2 separate regions of the Gossypium hirsutum genome follow, and region 1 is linked to region 2. A link is a contact called in public Hi-C data. All regions are on one chromosome and are shown on one strand. Each heading gives the region's core, a stretch centred on a gene start, on an enhancer-like site or on the middle of the called end of the contact. The rest is flanking DNA. Distances are from core to core; before and after follow the strand shown. Region 1 holds the start of LOC107951311. Region 2 holds the start of LOC107951375 (probable nucleoredoxin 3).

Evidence for each region. A called contact is a pair of places that touch in the nucleus more often than the background predicts.
Region 1: a Hi-C map of leaf shows a contact between it and region 2, with 1.9 times the contacts expected there. The contact joins the promoter of LOC107951311 here to the promoter of LOC107951375 in region 2. A contact is called at or near these places in 6 of 34 Hi-C or Micro-C datasets (fibers, leaf and seedling).

The regions. Positions count from the first base shown.
Region 1 is chrA02:43,209,889-43,215,885 of Gossypium_hirsutum_v2.1, reverse strand. LOC107951311 reads left to right here and starts at 2,082. Exons shown (of 8, transcript XM_016886315.2): 1 at 2,082-2,601; 2 at 2,701-2,874; 3 at 3,893-3,919; 4 at 3,996-4,158; 5 at 4,230-4,298; 6 at 4,464-4,571; 7 at 5,277-5,342; 8 at 5,524-5,741. The coding sequence starts at 2,512. The coding sequence ends at 5,540.
Region 2 is chrA02:42,871,963-42,878,470 of Gossypium_hirsutum_v2.1, reverse strand. LOC107951375 (probable nucleoredoxin 3) reads right to left here and starts at 4,662. Exons shown (of 3, transcript XM_016886406.2): 1 at 4,277-4,662; 2 at 3,645-4,130; 3 at 2,972-3,562. The coding sequence starts at 4,381. The coding sequence ends at 2,981. It overlaps LOC107951374 (luminal-binding protein 5), which reads right to left. Exons shown (of 8, transcript XM_016886405.2): 5 at 6,290-6,508; 6 at 6,029-6,183; 7 at 5,826-5,908; 8 at 5,052-5,738. The coding sequence ends at 5,240. LOC107951376 reads left to right here. Exons shown (of 11, transcript XM_016886411.2): 3 at 90-143; 4 at 318-344; 5 at 780-891; 6 at 968-1,024; 7 at 1,216-1,326; 8 at 1,892-1,963; 9 at 2,160-2,270; 10 at 2,420-2,471; 11 at 2,615-2,789. The coding sequence ends at 2,191.

The DNA of each region.
Region 1 (5,997 bases), core at 833-3,332, 340 kb before region 2:
TCAAATTTATTTTTTTTCATATCCCATCTTGTCAAATTTATTTATTCCAGAACAATACTTAGCAATTAAAAAAATAAACACTAAAGCCCTAGACCATAGACCTTAATTTATTTTTTCTTAAACCCTAAAACAAACCATAAACCCTAATTTTTCTTAAACCCTAAACTAACCCTAAACCTAAGCCCTAATATGCAAATAACCCAAAAGCCCTAATCAAACATGGAGAAAAACGTGTCTTTGTCAGTTCTCTTTACTAAAGCGTGTCCACGTCAGCGCGCTTTTCTATGTTTTTCCCTGAAAATGCGTCCACGTCAGCACGTTTTAGTGTATTCGGTCCATTTGCAGTAAATATTTTTTGGAGTGGCCCATTTCTGTAAATAATTTAAGAAATGGGCCTTTTCTGGCACTATCCCAAGATTAAATGTTTAAAAATTAAGGAAAAATAAAATAGTATTTAATAATATTTCATACTTAATTTAATAATTTAATAATATTTGATACTTAATTTTAAGTAATATATTAAACATATTTTATAATTTATATTTTCAATACTTAATTTTAACTTTTTTTTAATTTATGAAACAATACCTTAATTAATTTCAAGTTTAAAAATTTATGAGTAATTTAAAACAATGAATAAAGAAACATCAGTAGTATGAGGTGGAGTCGATAATAGGAAACTTGATTACTATTAAGTTTTGAGCACAAGTTTTATGAATAAAACAAAAATTAGAAGAATTTCTTATTGAATATGGAAAACGTTACAAGTTATGTCAGCCGCCTATCCATCCTTGTCTCAACATGTTACAATAGCCGCGAGTTGAGAAATTTTTTTAATGGAGGATTGCATTATAAATATTTAAGAAGTTAAAATGTAAGTTTTTATGATTCCATATTTTTATTTTTATTTTTGAGGAGTTATTATATTATTAATTTATAATCTTATCATTTATAAAAAATTAAATTACAATTTTTTTTAATTTTTAAGACAAAAGCCTTGCTTACCTCTTGTATTAAAATGCTACCCATTTAATATTTTGTTTAATACCTTGGCTTACAATTAGAAACTTCCAAAAAAACTTGAGTGTTATGTGGCGACGAGGCACGCCACGCTTGCTATCCGACGAGATCGTCGTACGAGTATCATCGCGAGGGAGAATGATTTGTCATATATGGCTGCTGGGTAAGGGAGGTGCTATTTCTTTTATTAAATAGTATAGGACACGCCACGCTTAAAGAGTATAAGGGGATGAATGAATCACAATTTTTCTTTTTGCCTTTAATTTATTAATTTTCATGTAATATATGTTTCAAATCCATTTATTCGTTTGATTTCGAACATTCTCATCGTATAAAATTTTTTAATATTTTGATCATATAATTTTTTTTAACACAATATTTAAAATTATCTATAATTCTTTCCTAACCCATAAATAATATAAATGTTAATTGACTAATATAATTAAATTTAATAATTTAACGTAGATAAATCAAAAAGCGAATAACTTTTTTTATTTATATTTCGTGACCGATAAATTAATTTTTTTAAGAACCATGCATTTAAAAATTAATTTTTAAAATAATGACTACAAACAAAATAAATTTTAAAAAAATCTACAATTTAAAATCTTTGAAGAAGATTTCTTTTAATGAATCCAAAAATTAAAACCTGCAACAAAATCATGTATTGCCAAACAAAAAAAAAAGCTTTTGTAATTCAATTCTTTAAAAATTGATTGTAACTTAATTCAGTTTTATTGTAACAATTTAAAAAAAACTCGAATGTATTTAAATATGTATTTTTAATTTGTTGAAAGTCAATAATAATTTTAAATTTTATGCGTGATATATAATTTTATGCATAAATTTTTAAAAAAACTCAAATTAAATTAAAAATTTGAAAAAAATAAGAATTTATTATTATAAATATCATTATCCTAAAAGAAATATTTTGATTTATTTATAATATTGTTTTATCACGTCATATATTACGCCTTGTCTAAATGGCAAAAGTAATCCTGCCAAAAAAGGGAGACACAAAATTAAATAGGGAATGTTCGCGCGAACACAGAGCTCGCGATGAGACGCGAGTTTAGTCAACCTTCCCTTGCTTAATATAAACGGGGGAAGCTGCCAGTGGCCACTTTATCCTCATAAATCTCAGATCATCACTTTCTTTTTGTTAGCCTTTAGACTTGAGAAAGGTTTATCATTATCTATTGAGCTATCTCCCCTGTTCTATTTTTTTTCTTCCTTTTGTTTTTTTTCTTCCTTTCGTTCGTATCTCCCCTGTTCTTCAGTTTTGCTCTTTATCTAAAAGCGTCGACTTCGAGTCAATTATCAAGTTTTCGAAAGATTCAGGCAAATCAAATGGTTTGGAACCGAAAATAGTTGATAGTAGAAAATTGTGGGTAATCAAATCGAGATGCAGCTAAAGTTTTACAACAGAAAACAAGTCAAAAATTTAGTGAAGGTTAGAAGAAAATAGTGATATATTACTGAAGCTCATTAATGGAGGGTAAAGGTACCAAATCGGGGAAAACCCGAGCTCAAAAGGATGCTCATAACGCCCGTTGCGTACAGTACAGGCAGAAAATTAAAGTACAGTGATTAACCCGTCATCAAATTTCTTTCTTTCCTTTTTTCCCATTGTTTATTTATGTCTTTAATTAATTAATGAGTGTTTATTTATAATTGAAGAGGAGGCTCGAGGAGCTTGAACAGGTGAAGACCAAGTACTATGAAATGCTCCCAATCTTCAAGCAGATGCAAACCGAAAACCAGCAGATGAAAATGGAGTTGAAGCAAAACGAGTCTATAATTCAATATATGCAAAATTGTATTCAACAGTTTAAGACTACACTTGAGGCACAGGTTCAGCTCTCTCTCTTAGATTATTATCGTTGCATTAGGACAATAATTAGCTTAAACAATAATAAATTAGTTGGTCAGTAGGTCAATATATGTCAGGGTTGGCCTTGAATACATACATATATGATCCTTACAATTAATAGTATCTTGGAACATGGGAAACCTTGAAGTCTCCTACTAATAGGAAGACTTGTGCTGATTCCTAAGCATAGTCTAACAATACCCATTTTTGTTTATAAGATAATTGTGTTTTTCAGACAGCAAACGAGGCATTGATGAGGCAAATCCCCATTCGATGGGAAGTTGATGTACGGAGATTTGTATTTTAGAAACAATTTTCCCATTAAAAAAATTGCTTATATATTTTTATCTGTGAGGTAGTTGATCGATCCCTAACAATTAAAAGTACTGTCCTCTGAAAATTTTCTCTCTCATAGTATATCGAAAGCCAGTGTGCAGTTAGCAATCACTTGGTGGGGGGTTTTATTTCTAGTACTATGCTGAGAGTCAGCATATAGGAAGTGATTGTCCAATGAGTAGGGACAAAAGCAAGGGGGCAAACAGCGGCATTGCCCGCCCCCTCTTTTAAAAGGTAGATTTTCTATTTAGCTCCTTTAATTTTTATAAAATTATATGTTAGTATAATAGTTAAATTGGACTTTGGGTCTCTAATAATTTATGATTCATTTCTAACTCTTTAAAGTGATTTTTTTGTTTCATCTTTGTCGATGGGCTTAGTTCACTTAGTCAAAAACACCTTAGTTGGTTATAGCTACAAGATTAAAAGAGATGTTAATATTGTGTTTGAAAATAATTATGGAGCTACTTAAACGAGGAAGACTCAAACCTCCAACTTGAGACCTATAGCCCAAATACTTGCAACCATTGTACTACTTGAATTACATAGTTCAAACAAATCTATATCTATTAGGAATTTTGCATGGCACTCAAATTTTGGTTTAATCTATGTATCATTTATTCAAAAAGTGGATATGAATAATACGTTTCCCTTCCATTGCAGGGGCAAAGCTATACTTCTTTTGATGAGGTATGCCAGTTATGTTGTGTATAATTTTTTAGTCTCCCATCTTCTATTGAGTGATGAACTTAACTCTTCATTCCAGTCCATAGGATGGTTTCTGTCTCAAACCAATGTGCAACATGGTCTAGTTTCACCAACTTCTGGAATTGTTGTACAAGATGTTAATGAATTATTGGGATTGGGAGTGAGTGGGGCAACCAAGTTTCAAGCTTCCATGGACAATTTGTATCAGCAAATGGGTTTTGGTAATTTATATAAGCCACACCTTTACTAAATTGCTTGGTGTTGTATTAATAGGCTTTTGACATGTTTGCAGGCCAGTACTATAACAACACTGCTGCCTCTATTGCTGCTGGCCCTTCCTCTGTTGCCCCAAATAGTCAAGGTAATAAAGCAGGTTTCTGCATTCATCATCTTATATTTTGGTTGTTCTTGTTTATGTCTTGCTTTTTTATTCTCCCCAAAATTTGGGAAAGAATTTGCATTTTCTTTTGGTGTTAAATATGCTGGTTAATTTCAAGGTCTTTCATTTAATTGTCTGTTAATTTAGGGGTTGAGATTAATTCTGCTGCTGGATTCCTTGGTACAAATCATGATTTGCCCGAGTTTGATGTTACGAACAATCACAATAACCTTTTCAACTATGAGCTTGGTGCCGGTAATAGATTTTTTTTTTTTTTGCATTTGTCATATTGGTTTCTATCTTGTTTATTTTATTTTCTTTAATTCCCTCCTCCATTTGGGATAGAAAGGTTAAATTTTGCTATTAGTTTACATACTTTGTAAAAGTTACAAATGTAGTCTTTGTACTTTAATTCGGTTGTACTTTTAAAATTTTAAAATTTTAATTCTCACCAAGCTATGACTATTAAATTCATTAAGTTAAGTTTTAATATTTTAAAAAAATGATGCGGCAAACATATTATCATATATATGATATCATGTCATCTTGTTATTTTTACATATTGAAAATTCAATTAATAGGTTAGCAATTGTTACTTGAGTCCAAACTACAAATTTAAAATTCAAAAAGTATAGGAACTTAAAATGATTCAATTAGAGAATATAGACTAAATCTACAATTTTACGCATAGCACATGATTAGTAATTGAATTTAAACAAACGGATTTAATTAATACTGTTTAGGTTAGGACTAAAATTTCAAATTTCAAAAATTAAAAAGAATGGAAACTAAAATTGATCAAATTAAAATAAAGATATTAAATTCACAACTTTCATAAAGTACAAGAACTAATAACAGAATTTAACTGATTATCATGGGATAACGAAAATTGTTTTTTTTTTAGTTGGAATTACCATCGAATTAATCATCCTGTTCTTAATTTTTCGATTTATAATTTAGGAATTGTGCCTGATTCTTCTGTTGGCTCCTCCTTGGAAGCAGCAAATTCTGAAGTGGAGAATGATGGTAATCCTCCTCCTCATACCCTGTTTCAGGTGATAAATCAAGTTATTGCATTTATCATATTGGTTCATCTTGTTTATTTCTTAAGAATTTTACAATTTTTTTTATGGTGCAATCTCTTCTCTTTTGGCTTTCTAAATCTATTCATGATTAAATTTTGTTGTTTGTGAAAATCCATCCACAGGGTCACTTTGGAAATGATCTCCACAAGACTCCATAACTCAAGTTAAACATTAATTAGCCATTTATGTCGTGTCCCAGTCTTCTATTTATTTCTTGTCATTGTGAGAATGTTTTGTTTTCCCCATTGGTTGCCATTGGTTGCTGCAACTTTGTATGTTGAATGCGTGTTTTGATTTATCTCGTGAGAGAAGCTAAACTATTCAATAAGCAATTTACCTACAGCGTGCTTATGTTTAAACGTGTGTTTCCCCTACTTTATTTCAACCTTGCTTCTATCTCTTCAATGCTTGATTAAGTGAATGGGTGATTATGTTGTTCTCGTTTGTAATAATGGGTTTCCACTTAGAACAAATGCCGTTGAATATCCAACACAGATCTTGTAACATATGTTATATGTTAATAAAAAAAAAGTATTCTTAAATTCATAAAATCATACAAAGTTGCAAGAAAAACATCCAAAATTTGAACTTATAAA
Region 2 (6,508 bases), core at 3,413-5,912:
AGTGGAACACTGGAAACCTAGGGTTAAAGTGGAAATAAAGAATTGTGCTTTTTCCCTAAGCATTTATATGATAATTGTGTTTTTTTCAGAAAGCAAGCATGGAATTGATGGAGCAAACCGTCGTTCATATAATGGCACACTTGGTACGGAAATTTGTATAGTATTAACCGTTTCTCTCTTTTTCTTACTAAAGATCTGTTGCTTATATATTTTTATAACAATATATTTATTATATGCTTTTTACTTAGTACCCAACACTTGGTTAAATCCATGTTATCTTCTATTCGGATGAGTAATTCATTTCTCTTCAATTGCAGGGGCTTAACTGTACTTCTTTTAAGAAGGTATGCCAATTATTTGTATTTAATAATTCTGAGTTTCTGATACATTTGTTGAGTGCTGAATAGGGCTGTAATTGAGCCAAGTCAAGCCTGAATACTGTCAAGTTTGAGCTCGATTGAACATCTATTTTTAAGCTCGTTTACCAATTTTTATATTCAAGCTCAGCTCAATAATTAAGCTTAGGGTTAATAATATATATTAAGGGCAACAATGTAATTTAGTAATATAAAAATATGAAAAGTTTGATAAGGCTCGCGAGGCATTTGAGTCAAGTACTACTAAACTTGTGTTTGGCTCGATAGATAGCTCGAGTTGCTTGAGCTCAACTCAATAATTACCAAATTGAATTCAAATTTTTTTCGAGTTGAACTTGAGTAACTTACAAGCACTAGTGGCTCATTTACACCCCTAGTGTTGACCTTTATTCTTCATTGCAGATGGAAGAATGGTTTCTGGCGCAGAAGTATGTGGGAGATCATCAAGGTTCAGCAACTGTGACCGCCAACTTTCAAACTTCCACGGCTGATTTTTGTCAGCCAATGGCTCTTGGTAATTTTATAAGCCACAAGCCACCCCTTGATTAAATTGCTTAGTGTTGTATTATTGACTTTTGACATGTTTTCAGGCCAGTACCAAACCAGCATTGCTGCCTCTACTGCTGCTGGCTCATCCTTTTCTGCAGGTTTTTGGTTTTGTCATCATATATTTTGGTTCATCCTGTTGATCTTATTTGTTTTTTTCTCAAATTTTGGCATAGGATTTACATGTTTTGTGGTATTAAAGTTTTTGTTTTCTTTAATGTGAAAATTGGTTAATTTAACTCTTTGATTACAAGCTCTTCTTATGTCTCTCTAAATTTCCTTGTTAATTTAGGAGTTTGGATTAATTGTGCTGCACGCTCTCCCTTTGGTACAAATGATATCTTGTCTGAGTATGGTGATCCGAACAACATTGGTAACCATTTCGGCAGTGACCTTGCTGGTGGTAATAAATTTATATTTTTGCATTTATCACATTGGTTTCTCTTGTTTATTGTATTTTCTTTAAATCAGCCCTCCAATTGGCAAAGAAACTAATTACATGTTTTTACTTTTTATCATGCTAAAAAAATTTCACTTTCAGAGCTGTTTTACAAAATTTAATCAATTAGAGGGTATTTGGTTAGTGGAAGATAAGATTTTGTTATTTGGTTGATGGAATGTAAAGACATAAATTACCAACTTTTTTTATTATTAAAACATATTATTAACTACGGTTTAAAGGTAAATTTGACCAAAATGATAAATAAATATATAAAAGGGAAAGACATTTTTATCCATTTTTTTGACAGTTGTTTGATTGTTGGGAATGTGAATTGAGATTATCGGCTAAGGTAATATTTGAAATCCAGATATGAGAATCCTATTTTGGTATCTCATATTACCCTGAAAATGTTCCATTTCTTAGCCATCTCTCCAGGACATCTAGTTTTGTTAGATTGTAACCTTTTCTCACCATACTAAAAGAATCCTTTACAGCGTTATATTATTGACTTTTAACATGTTTTCAGGCCCGGACTACACAAGCATTGTTGCCTCTAGTGCTGCTGCTGGCACCTCCTCTGCTCCCCCAAATGGTCATGGTAAAGCAGGTTTTTGTATTCATCATCATATATTTTGCTTTTTCTTGTTTACATCTTACTCTTCTTTTTTTCCCCCAAATTTTGGTAAATGATTTACCTGTTTTTCGGGTATTAAAGTTTTTGCTTTTATTTTGGGTAATTTTATTGTTGATTATAAGGTCTTCTCATGGCTTCCAAAATTTACTTTCTTGTTTAGGAGTCTGGATTAAGTCTGATGCTGCAAATTAAGACTCGTGTGAGTTTGGTGTCCCCAACAATGAAGATTTCCTTTGCAGGGATTTTTGCCTTTAAATCGATGACCTTGATGGTAACAAATTGAGAGTTTTTTTTTTTTTCTGCATTCATCATATTGGTTTATACTTTTTTTTAAGTTCTTCCCTACAATTGGCAAAGAAATTACATGCTCTTTTTCTTTTTTGGGTTAATAATTTAATAGTTGTCACTGATTTGCTGCAGGAAATAATCATGAGAATGAAGGTGGTCCTTTCCCCCTGTTTCCTTGATGCAGGTAACAAATCATGTTTTGCATTTATCATATTGACTTATCTTGTTTATTTCTTATTTCTCCTTTTACATGTTTTTGATGGTGCAATATCTTCTCTTTGGCTTCCCAAGTTCCCTCATCCTTGCTTAATTTTCTTGTTAATTTAGGATTTCAGCTTTGTGAAAATCCATCTTCGGAGTCACTTTGGCAATGGCCCCCAGATCCTTTATTTATATCTTATTATCGCCATAGTCTTTCCTCCATTGTTTTGCAACTGCGTTTTTGATTGATCAGTTTGAATATGTTAATAGAGATGCTTGATTATTCAGTTGGTACTTTTAAGACATCTTTCTCTTGATGACTGAGTCACCTTTGACACGCATGGTTTCCAATTTCCTTTGAAGTTAAATATCAGTTTTTGTAGATTAATTTGAATAATGATGTGTCATGTTGTATGCTAAGGTTTCAAATTTGAGTATGGTGGAGCATTTATTTGCCTTGGAAACAAATAGAACTACCCATCATTGAGACTTTTAACTTGCTTCTTCCACACAAGTAGGATGAAGATCATAATCACAGGCATCACAAGAAAATGCCCAGAACTTCCCTTGTCTTTCGCAATAATTGCAGACATATGATTTAGCCATGTCCAGTTTAAGCACATGTTGATGCTTTATGTCCTGGATTTGCGTAGGCAATGAATCCCCTTCTTTTCTCAAGCTTTCTTCAATTTCTTCAATGCTTGATTGAGTGAATGGGAAAGCCTTTGCACCATACAGGGTGATTATGTTCTTCCCGTTTGTGCTAATCGGTTTCCCATCCGGTCCAATAAAAACTAGTGCAGGAATGGCTTTGATGTTGAAGATTCGGCACAGATCTTGTCGTGTTCGGTCTTCAAATGGAAGTGCCAGCCATGGCATATCGCTTATGTTGACATCAAATTCTTTCTGGTCTCTGTCTGAAGAAACCAAAACAACCTCAAAACAGTCTCCCCTGCTGCTCAATAGCTGGTTGTAAGCTTCTACAAGCTGAGCAGTGAAAGCACGGCATGGAGGACACCAGTGTGCGCCGAAATAAAGGCCGACTGTCTTCCCAATAAGTTTCGATACTAAAACCTACAAAACCCGAAACATAACCGGGCTCATAAATAATATCTTAACCCTACATTAATATAAAAAAACTCTCAGATAATCTTACCTTTCCACCATCGCTAGCAACAACATAATCCCGTCCTGGACGAGCTAAAAGTTGATCGATTTTTCCTCCTTGACGCTTTGAATCATCGATAGCCTTCAATTCTTCTCTTCTCTTCTTGGTGAAAGGAAATGCATCTTCGCCAAAATCTTCAATCAATCCAATCAAGTCTTCTTCAACTGATTGTCCATCTAAGTTTAAAGGAACAAGAAAGGGAATACGAACAACATGAAACCTTTCACGTAATTTCTTATGCAAATTCACATCAAAAGGAACGGTAAGCCAAGGCATGGTCTCGAAGTGAGCATTGAATCCATCTTCATCGTGGTCCAAGGAAATAAACACAATCTCTAGCTCTTTCCCCATTGTTCTTAACATGTTGTATAGTTGCACCAGCTTTGGGGTAAAACTTTGGCAGGGCCTGCACCAGTTTGCAGAGAAGAAGAGGCAGATCGTCGTTTTCTCATAATCAAATGAAGACAAGGTTACCTAAAAAACACACAGCAAAGGAACTAACCGCTTTCTTAGGATAATCAAATCACTAATCTTATCCATATGGTCCAAGCAAGATAATCAAAAATTGTCGACAACTAAAGAAAGCAAAAAAGGGGTATTTGAATTTTGTCAAAGAGTACCTTATCTTCTTCACCGGATAACAGGAAGTCAACCCCTTCAGATGCCAAGATGGTGAGGAAGTCCCAAAGGGGCAAGTTTGTGGCCTGATAATCAGGCTTTGACATGGCAACTGTGTAGTTACAAGGCTTAAAACAGGAAGTTTGGGAGGTTATTTTTGTGCAGGGTGACCTGAATTGCAAACGCTAGGTATAAAAGGTTTATTATATTCTGCTACGCGACTTACTGTTAACTTGATGAAAAAGTTTTATTCTCATCACGCAACCAGGAATATTCGATGAGCAATTTTCAGGGAATTTAAGCCATAAATGGGAGGAACATATCCAATTTTCTACGGATATATTCATGACATTGACTCATGTTTCGTCGGCCCTCTTTCTTTTTTATAAGGATAGGTTCGGGATAGGTTCGAAGTTTGGATTCAAATCCATCATCTCTTATGGAGCCCACTTATTACTTATTTTAATATTTTTATGCGTAAAAATGAGGCACAAACAAGAATCATTCTTTTCTTTTTGGCTTTCAGGAAAGCAACGTTAAAAGCCTTCCATCTTTTGTCACCCTCTTCTATGGGTTTACTATTTAAGAGAAAAAGAACAAGAGAATTTTATAAGAGTTAATTGAATATAGGAGTCGTAATAAATTGAAATACTAACATTTTCTACCATGGACATTTACTGGATTTTTCTTTCTTGGATCAAGAGAACCAGATTCAATCATAGATAAAAGAGATCACAAGTTCCAGGGGAGAGAGTCATGAAAACAAAAAAAATAATATCCGTTAAAACGTATTCATTCACCCAAAAATAACATCCGAACAAAGGGGGATATAATTCTCCCTTTTTTAACTTCTACCATGGAGAAAAATTCCTGTATATCTTCATCTCACCTACCTATGCTCTCATCCTTCTCACCCTTTGCTTTGCTTTGCTTGTTTCAGCAATCAAAATGTCATTACCAGTTTTTTAAAGTTCATCATGAGAATCATCATCTTCTTCAGTTGATCCACCACCTGGGGCTCCACCAGATCTTTGGTACACAGCTGTGATGATTGGGTTGCATACTGCCTCTACCTCCTTGAGCTTCTCCTCGTAGTCTTCCTTCTCGGCACTCTGGTTGTCATCAAGCCACTCAAGTGCCTCTTTCACTGCGGTTTCAACTTTCTCCTTCTCATCAGATTCAAGCTTGTCAGCGAGCTTATCCTTATCATTAATCTGGTTTTTCATGTTGTAGATATAGGTCTCCAGGCTGTTGCGACCATCAATCCTTTCCTTCACCTTCTTGTCCTCCTCTGCGAATTCTTCTGCCTCACGAACCATTCTCTCAATCTCCTCCTGGCTCAGACGACCCTTATCGTTTGTGATAGTGATCTTCTCAGATTTTCCAGTGCCCTTATCTTCTGCCTTGACGTTTAAGATGCCATTTGCATCAACTTCAAATGTGACTTCAATTTGAGGGGTTCCTCTGTAAATTGAGGGATCAAACCATAAATGAATAATTCAGGTGAAGAAATGCAGAAAATACAAATGAGAATTGGTGGGGAGAGCAAACCTTGGGGCTGGAGGAATTCCAGTAAGATCAAATTTTCCCAATAACCTACAATCTTTTGTGAGACTCCTTTCACCTTCAAAGACCTGACATCAAACCACAGCAATTCAAATAAAGGTTCAAAGTATTACAGTTATTAGCATTAAAAGGAAAGGAAAATCCAATTCTTGAGTATTTTACATGTAGGCAAGCATAACTAAGTGTACCTGAATGGAGACGGTAGTCTGCTGGTCCTGATAAGTGGTGAAAACTTGTGACTTCTTGGTTGGGATAACAGTGTTTCTAGGAATCAACTTGGTCATTACTCCACCAACAGTCTCAATGCCAAGGGTAAGTGGAGCCACATCAAGGAGAAGAATATCTGTGCAGAAAGCATCAAACACAAATATCAGCCAAGTCGATTCAGTTATAGAAAGGTTTCATCCCCTATGGAGTCACGTATCGTCATTATAGACAAAACTACTTACCTTTCGTTTCATCACCACCCTCTCCACTCAGGATGCCTCCTTGTACTGCAGCACCATAAGCAACAGCTTCATCTGGGTTAACACCCTTGTTGGGCTCCTTTCCATCAAAGTAGTCCTTGAGGAGTTGTTGAACCTTTGGAATTCTAGTGCTTCCACCAACAAGAACGATCTCATCAATTTGGCTCTTCTGCAAACCAGCATCTTCCATCGCCTTCTTCA